3 separate regions of the Mus musculus genome follow, and regions 1 and 3 are each linked to region 2. A link is a contact called in public HiChIP or PLAC-seq and promoter capture Hi-C data. All regions are on one chromosome and are shown on one strand. Each heading gives the region's core, a stretch centred on a gene start, on an enhancer-like site or on the middle of the called end of the contact. The rest is flanking DNA. Distances are from core to core; before and after follow the strand shown.

Evidence for each region. Promoter capture Hi-C pulls out the DNA fragments that hold promoters and counts their contacts. HiChIP or PLAC-seq counts read pairs in DNA pulled down with a chosen protein or histone mark.
Region 1: a promoter capture Hi-C map of liver shows a contact between it and region 2, with 2.0 times the contacts expected there. The contact joins the promoter of Nubpl here to the enhancer-like site in region 2. A contact is called at or near these places in 9 of 39 promoter capture datasets (the 3T3-L1 cell line, the C10 cell line, cranial neural crest and 5 more), 1 of 484 Hi-C or Micro-C datasets (nephron progenitors), 1 of 115 datasets of contacts at active chromatin or transcription factors (embryonic stem cells) and 2 of 9 other capture datasets (macrophages and pancreatic islet).
Region 3: a contact with region 2 is called in an H3K4me3 HiChIP or PLAC-seq map of intestinal villus epithelium, with 7 read pairs. The contact joins two enhancer-like sites. A contact is called at or near these places in 1 of 39 promoter capture datasets (neural stem cells), 4 of 484 Hi-C or Micro-C datasets (liver and nephron progenitors) and 9 of 115 datasets of contacts at active chromatin or transcription factors (SST interneurons, bone marrow-derived macrophages, embryonic forebrain and 4 more).

What each region holds. Positions count from the first base shown.
Region 1 is chr12:52,096,328-52,099,027 of GRCm38.p6, forward strand. It overlaps Nubpl (nucleotide binding protein-like), which reads left to right and starts at 1,419. Exons shown (of 11, transcript NM_029760.2): 1 at 1,419-1,564; 2 at 2,026-2,173. The coding sequence starts at 1,457.
Region 2 is chr12:52,317,239-52,320,070 of GRCm38.p6, forward strand. No RefSeq gene overlaps it. Among named protein-coding and RNA genes, the nearest start is that of Gm40423, 43 kb to the right of the region's middle. Within about 2 kb of position 1,378, at least 8 of the 459 cell types and tissues checked have an H3K27ac peak or open chromatin away from gene starts, as enhancers often do. A contact at or near this core is called in intestinal villus epithelium and liver, where this site is marked.
Region 3 is chr12:52,491,289-52,494,088 of GRCm38.p6, forward strand. No RefSeq gene overlaps it. Among named protein-coding and RNA genes, the nearest start is that of Gm35135, 12 kb to the left of the region's middle. Within about 2 kb of position 1,298, at least 76 of the 459 cell types and tissues checked have an H3K27ac peak or open chromatin away from gene starts, as enhancers often do. A contact at or near this core is called in intestinal villus epithelium, where this site is marked.

The DNA of each region.
Region 1 (2,700 bases), core at 169-2,668, 220 kb before region 2:
ACAGTTCATAGTTTCTTTTTTTAGCTGTGTCTTTTCCTATTCATTTACAAAAACTGAGTTGAAAAGAAATCTAAAGCTATTTGAGGACACATGCCACAAAAGAATATGTGAGAGAAGGCAAGCTGAAAGCGGCGAGCCTAGTGTAAGGCAGAGATAAAGGAATGAAACAACAAGGGCCGTAGCTTGAGGGGAGCAAGCAAGAGTCTGGAGGCCGTTTCAGAGCTTACGTCGTGGAATACACTTCACTAGGAATAGTAATCCTTAAGGCAATTCTTTGATGTTGTTATGCCCATAATAAAAATACTAAAATTAAGAATTAGATCAGAGAAAAATAAACTGATTTTGAGTCCTTGATATGATAAATACAAATAAGAAGCAAACGAAGGAAATAAAAACCCTCCCGAGAAAGTCTTATGCAGACTTTTGAAGGCAAACCGTAGCCATACCTCCAGCCATCTTTAAGTGGATCTGGTTTCTGGATAAGTGTGTGAGTTATTGTTCTTAAAGGGATTGCTTTTGCTCTTTCATCTGTCTTGGATATAGTGCTGATTATCTATATGTACACATTCTTACCTCCCTCAAGTAAAATTCTGCTCCCTCCCTCCCTCAAGCTTTTACTCCAATCTCCGTGCAGATGATTGAACCTGGGGCGTCATATATGCTATGCAAATGCTTTACTACTAGCCTAGCCCTTAAGTTCCTTCGCAACTAGGCTTCTTTACTTGTTCTATTTTCTGATTTAGCTAAACTTTTTGGAATCTAGTAAGGGCTTCTCACCTCTCTTTTGTGAACCATTAGCAACAGAAGCATACAAGGCGGTGGGGGGGGGGGGACGGGACGGGACACTAGCTTAGTGCACAGTTGTACTGTAGGTCACACGCAATGTGTGTGTGTGTGTGCGCGCGCGCGTGAACACACACACGTGTAAATATAATAATGTTAACAGTGGCATTGCTGAAATGACCATATACAGTACTATGCAATAAGGAAAACTTAATCCTCAAATTCCAGCTTTTCCCATTTCTGTTAAGATGGGATATCTTATTAAAATTTCCAAATCTCAGTTTTTAGATTAATAACAAGAGAGGAGGATTGGCGACGCAGCTCTTTGGCAGTGTGCTTGCCTAGTGTGAAGGAGGCCCTGAGTTCAGCCCTAGCATAAAGCCACCCTTCAAACATAAAATATATTTTTTTCCTAATAAGTCTTCTTGTTTACTCTGGAAGAATAAACTAAAGTGCTATATGTGAAAAGGCTTTGGGAATATCTGGTTAAACGCTGCAAAAAAATATTTCTAGCTGATGACAAACAGTATTAAATCAAATGGAGTCCCTGAGCTGAAGAAACACCAATCAGGCTCATCTCCAGGAAGGGGACGCCAAGGGTTGCCACGTGACGTCATTTTTCCGCGCCGGACGCCAAGTGCTTCCATCCCGGCCCGAGCAAGAGCCGCGCGCCATGGGGACCTGGCGGCGTTTGCTGCTCTTTGGCGGGGTGTCACTCCGGGGTGGTGGCGCGGCCACTGTCCCGCCCCGGGGGTGCCGAGCTTTGGGTTGTGGGCGCCAGGTGTGTGCCGAGCGCGGGCGGGGTGGTGCCTGCGCGCTCCCGCTAGCGGGTTTGCTACAAGGTGGCTGGGGCTTGTGGTCCCAAACTGTCCCGAGTATGGATGTGTGGCATGCACAGTGCTCTCTTGTTTTGGGGTTATTTAGTGAATAGGTTAAGGAAAAGGCAAATCTGCGGAGGGCTTAACTCGGTAAAAAGTCCACTTCAGGGTTTTTTTTTTTTTTTCTTTTTTTCCATCCTCACTTACACTGGTAGACAAATTTCAGCTTGAACAATTACCTTTGACGTTGAGATTAGCATTTAATAAAGACCACCTAAAGGCTAAGTCTATGGCAATGAACATTATTAGAAAAGAAAGCCCCGTTAAACCCAAACTCTGGGTTGTTTTCTCTTTTACAGCATAGTAATCCAGTGATGAGAATGATTGGTTTAAATCACTTTTTTTTTTTTTTTTTAACTTAAAGTTATTAGGCGCTGAGAGTGAGGCCTTGAAACAAAGAAGAACACAAATCATGTCCCGAGGACTTCCTAAGCAGAAGCCTATAGAAGGTGTTAGAGAAGTCATTGTTGTGGCCTCTGGAAAGGGTGGTGTTGGAAAGTCTACCACCGCAGGTATTGTAAGGTGTCCCTTCCCCTCCTGACTAATGAGTGATGCTCTCAAATGCACTGTAAATGACCACCTTTCAGGCTTCCTATCTGTGATGTTTCTGACATTGGTTCCTTAGAACTAGGATTTGATAACGGCTGGGAGCTGAACTAATAAACATCTGCATTACCAGATTGCCTATTCAGTAGAGCAAAAAGTAGTTAGATTGTCTACCGGTATTATGTTCACTTAACTGGGAATCTCTTTCGAAGGCTGGTATGCAAATTGCACTGACCACTTAGCCCAGTGTATTTGCCATAGAAGCGCCTAGGAATTGGTTGCTGTTACTTTTAAAACATCCAGTAATTGTATACTAAATTATGTCTGTTCTTTTTCACTGTCATTGTACATGTACCTGAATATTTGCAATGAGAACACTTATTACTGTGTTTGTTTTTCATTTAATCACATGATTTATAGCATTTCTAAAGTCACCAAGACTTTCCTGTGCTCAGGTGCATGTGTGTGGAGGGCAGAGGGTAACATTGGGTGT
Region 2 (2,832 bases), core at 128-2,627:
CACTTACGGGCCACTCTGGTCCCAAACAGCAAAATGCGCGTTATGTTCTTACACAAGCCGAACACTTATCACGGTGGAGAATAACCTCCTATAGCACAATTCTGTTCTCAATTCCAAATTCCCCAGGAGTCAAAAGGAAGAAAGACGTATTCATAAAGCATGCTGAACTGACTAGACATGATCCACCTTCGTGAGGTGCAGAGGGAAATTTATGATACTCTTTATATTTGAAAGGAAGACAGATGTATCAAGGAAGTGAGCTTCTATCTTAGTGACCTAGAGACAGTGCAAATTAAGCCCAAAGCGGGGCGGGGGGGAGGGGGTGAAATGGAGAGGAGAAGCTATAGGGGAAATACTGAGATCAAATGCTGGCATTTTGAAAATATGAACAAAATCAATAAGCTGTAGTCAGATTTATTAAGAAGAGAGAGGACAAAAATCACCCAATCAGAAAAGAGAGGACAAAAATCATCCAATCAGGAACGAGTGAGGCGGTGCCAAAGTCCTACAGTTAATTAAAAACACATTAGGAACTGTTAGCAATTTTACACCCGTAAATCTAGCAACTTGGTGAACTATCCATACCGTGAAAGAAGTGATCAAAGCACTTTCCAGAAATAAATAACCTGACCAGTGTAAGCTACAGAAGTACAACTTCAAACTTCAGGCCTAGATGCCTTCACTGGCAAGCCTTCCCAACAGTAAAGGAAAAAACAGGGCTAGTTCTAGACAAACGATTCAGACAGCAGATAAGAGAGCAGATCCTAGCTCGTTTATGAAGCTGTCATTGACCTGACACTCAAGCCTGTCACAGACAGATTCAGCCAAATACTTCTCATTAATACACACAAATTCTGTAGACAGGACAGGGCCAGAAAGATGGCTCAGCTGGTAAAGTCCTTGCCTCACTAGCCTAACAACCAGGGTTCAATCCCTGGACCCCAAATAAAGGACGGACACCACAGAGTTACCTTTCACCTCTACACTGTGGAATCTCTCCTCCAGTACACGCATTATAAAAAAATTAATAATGATAATGTGATGAGTAAGTATAACAACTGTAATAAACCTTAGCAAAAATCTTTAGTTGATTCCAGAGGGGAATCTCTTCTCCAAATAGAGGCATATGACAGTAATGGTTAATATTAATTTTCAACTAGGATCTAGTTGGGAGATCGGCCTCTAGGCCTGCCTGTGAGAGAGTATCTTCATTCATTTAATTGAAGTGGGAAGGCAGCCCCCTGTGGGTATGCCATTCTCAGTCTGGGCTCCTGGCCTATGGAGGAGGAAAGCGAAGCCGCACGAATAGCAGCACGCATTTATGGCTCTCTGTGCCTCGACTGTGGTGCACTGTGACCGGCTTTTCACACTTCTGAACCTTGACTCTTTCAGCACGATGACTGGTTCCCCTGAACGGGAGCCAAATAACCCCTTTGTCCCCAAGTTACTCTATCATCACAGCAACAGGAAAAGAAACCAAGACAATAAACGAGAGTTTCTTTCATTTTTTTTTAAATGGGAATAGAAGGTTAGCCAATAGTTGAAAGCCAATCCATGCAAACAGCAAATTAAATTAAATAAAAGACCATGTTTATCTCAGTAGATATCACCAAAACATATGATGAAGAATCTTCATTTACAATATAAAAAATATCCTCAGCAATGTAGAAATAGAAGAGTCTCTGGAAATTTATTTTATTTTGAGTGTGTGTGATGTGGAGCAACAACTTATTTTCACATTTATTGCTTTTTTAATTATTTGGACTAAAGTTTCCAGACAGTACCAAGGCTTCATGGTTTATGTCTATAATCTCAGTATTTTGAAAGGTGAGGTAGGAGATTGCCACAAGTTTGAGTCTAGTCTGGGCTACCTAGCACATTCCAGGCCAGTAGGCTTCAGAGTGAGACTCTGCCTTAGAATTTTTTTCCTTAGCATATAGTGACCACAGAACTTCAAACATTTTCCTAATTTAAACAACATTTAAGCCCAGTCACCAGTTTCAGTTTCCTAGAAGAGCTTGAAAGCTTTGTTGAACTCAGATACCCAGCTCCTTAAAAACCGTGGGTCATGACCCCACATGGGGCCACATAACTAACTGTGAGTATTGCGAAACATTGGCAATTGGTAACAGATTCCTGAACATACAATGACCAGAAATTAATTCAAAATCAAGTAGGTAGCGAACCCCTGAGCATCTCGAGCCGTGTTTGCCTGTGCTGCACTGCAGTCTTGGTTCTGAATGGTGTGTGCACTTTGCATTGCATATGCCACTGCCCACACAGAGCCAGAATACGCTGCACAAAACATCATGCCCAGATTCTGGACTGCTATATGCTGAAATTAAAGTGATTTTACTATACATACAAAGGTTTCTGGTCTTAAACATTAATATTTATAAAGAGCAAAGACTTCATTATCATTCCTCAGCATGAATCAAGTTATTATTTCTTTGGATTACATCGTATTAGAATGATTTTTTTTAATTTCTATTTGAGTTGCTGACAAGTTTCATTTTTAAAAAGTTGAATGAATTTTGGCTTGAGATTAAGACAGAATTTCCAGTGGTTTCTGAAAGGGATCGCAACACACACATGCAATTTGTACCACATACTTGTGTCCTGTGTCGTCCTTAGCCCTGACAATTATAAATCAGATATTAATCAACTCTGAAAAATGTTGAAGATGCGTATGGTGGTTTGAATGAGAGACTCTTACAGTCATTTTTGAACGCTTGTTTCTCAGTTGGTGAAACCCTCTGGGAAGGGTTACATGTGGCCTTTTTGGAGGAGGTGTGTCACTTAGGGTAAACTTGAGGTTTCCAAAACCTTTGC
Region 3 (2,800 bases), core at 48-2,547, 170 kb after region 2:
TTTACAACTAGTAGTTGTGCTGTGTATTATATGACGACTGTTTTTTTGAAGCACCTTCATACTGTTTCCATACGGGTGCACTAACTCACATTGTCACCAGCAGTGTGTCAGGACTCCCCTCCTCTGCATCCTTGACAACACTTGTGACTTTTGGAGAAGACGGTCTTCCTAACAGGCATAAAGTGGTGGTGTCTCATTGATTTGCATGTCCTACAGTTTATATGGAGGAACAACAACTAATCCCAAGCAACCAAAGTTATTCTGATCACAAAGAGCAAAGGGAAGCCATGGTACTACCTAACCCCAAACACACTTCAAAGCTGTAGCAATCAAAGTACCATGGTATTGACATAAAAACAGATAGCACAGATCAAAGAAAAAGAGTAGAGTGCCTGGAGTGAAACCTACAAATGCCACTGGAGCTGGCCTGCAATAAAGATGCAGCAACCTCGCTATGAAGAAAGAACAGTTTCCTCAACAAATGGTGCTGGCAAAATGGGGTGTCCATAAGCAGAAGAATGAAGCTAGACACTACTTAGCTCTCAAGATATATATATATGCATGTGTGTGTGTATGTGAGATATATAGATATCTATATATCTATATATTTCAAAATGGACTAGTTACATATCTATAAGATCTAAAAGTCTTGTGTTTGTATCAGGCTACAAAGTATTTTGTGTATCAAAGAAAGCAGTCAACAGAGTGAGGTTGGAAGAAAATACTGGTAAAGTCCAGAAGGAGTAAGAAGCTCAACTCAATAGCAAAGATGAGTCTATTTGATAAATTTGACAAAGTTTTCAAGAGAGGATGTATCTAGTCAGCCAGCATGAAGAAGTGCAATGCCTCCAATCCTCCTGGTGTTTAAACAGCTCAGCAGAGGCCCACAAGACCCAGTGGCATCTTTGGATTCAGCACAGTCAAGATCCTTCTCTTCCGCCCTATGGTGTGGAAGCTCATCCCATGTGGATCCCACACTGTGTCTTTCAGAGATTTAAATAAACACTTTCCTTCTCGAGCAGAAGCATTGCAGTTACCTCAGCTCGGATTCGTACACTTGCAGCCATTTTTATTAAATTACACAAAGGCGAGGAGACAGCAGCACAAGTCAGTCTGTGACCGTCTCACAGAGTTAAAGGTGTGTGTGACTGAGAACAGTTTGAGGAGACTCCCTTCTCCTCAGAAGCCTGAAGAAGGATGTCAGGACACAACGCTCATTGCTTATCCACAAAGCAACTGGACATCAGAAGGTCTCATTTCCTCTGTAGGTCTGATGTTCACCCAGTATATGTTCCTTATCTCCAATCAAAGGAGAGACCTTGGGACTGGGTGTGGTGGCACAGGCATTTAATCCCAGCCTGTGGGGAGGTGGAGGCAGGTAAAATGAAACTAAAACTGGGTGAGTTTGAGGCCAACCAGGCTACATAGGAAGAGACAGAGAGACAGAGAGGCAGAGAGAGACAGACACATAGAGAAGCAACAGAAGGACAGGGAGACAGACAGACCCCACATGTGGAGACTATTTCTGTTCCACTGGGCCTGGTGTCACAAGCCTGTAATCCCAGCACTTGCCAAATCCAGGCAGAGGATTAGCGCTCAGGATAATCCTAAATTACTAGCAAGTTGGAGCACAGCCTGGGCTACAGGAGACCCTGTTTCATAGGGGAAGCGGGGAGGGGGAAACTATAGCAACAACTAAAGCATTTGAGTTCCAATTAAATTATTGCTTTAAAAGAAAAAAAAAATGAAAATTTTTTTAGGCTAAAAAATTTGACCATGCACAAAACCTGGTTTCTATTTAAACAACGTGAGAAAGTACAGGTTGCCGAGGAAGCTTGAATCTCATTTGTGTTAGATCATTTGGTATATATAAATTTATTTTTTTTTAAATTCTGGGATTTTGTGAATTCCTCTAATTGACTTGACATTTTAACTGTTTAAATATATTTTGGTTGTTATTTCCTTTACTGCTATGATTCTGCGGCTAATACTATCAACACACTCAGGAGGACGGACTGGGCCAGAATCCCGAGTAATGCTTATCTTAAGGCTCCTCCCTCCATCACTTTCCCTGGAATGTCTGCTAAAAGTTTAGTTACATTGAAGGAAACTGAAACAGTGTCTGAGAGAGTGACTGGCTTTTATGAAATGGAATTTGTGGAATGCCCTTATTCTGGATGAGTTGCAGGCTTCCAGATTCCACAGAAACCCAAATAAAAACAGCTATATGCCAGTTAAAACAAGAGTTCACTCAGTCTCGGAGTGGCCTCTATTCCTCTGGGCGGCATGGCCCTAACCTGAAGACTGCCAAAACTCAAAACCACGAGACTACATATCTGACAATAGGAGAGGGAAACAACGGGGTTCATTCAGAGGGCCTTTAACATTCACACTGTGTGCTTTGAAAGTGCCCTCGGCACACAAGTTATTTGGGTAAACCAGCGGTCAGTTTGCTAGAGGAGAAATTATCATCCTTCGCATTTTTCAATCTCCAAAAGACCGTATTGTGCCTGTTGTATTGAAAACGAGAAACCATGAGTGATGAAGCTATTAGAGTGTGACAGAAATTGAGAGATGTATTTGTTCCTCACCAAAAGCCATAATCTATAGCCCTACATCTTACTAGTTCTAAAACCAGAAAATGAACATGTCGCCAGCAGGATTCATGCCTTTCCTTTCCTATGATGGCAGAATCACAGACTGGCACACAGAGGGTTGGAATTAATGGCTATTCAATGAGAGGATGACTCAGAGTAGTGCGCCAAAGAAAAGTTGACCCAAGACTCAAACCCTGTGTGGA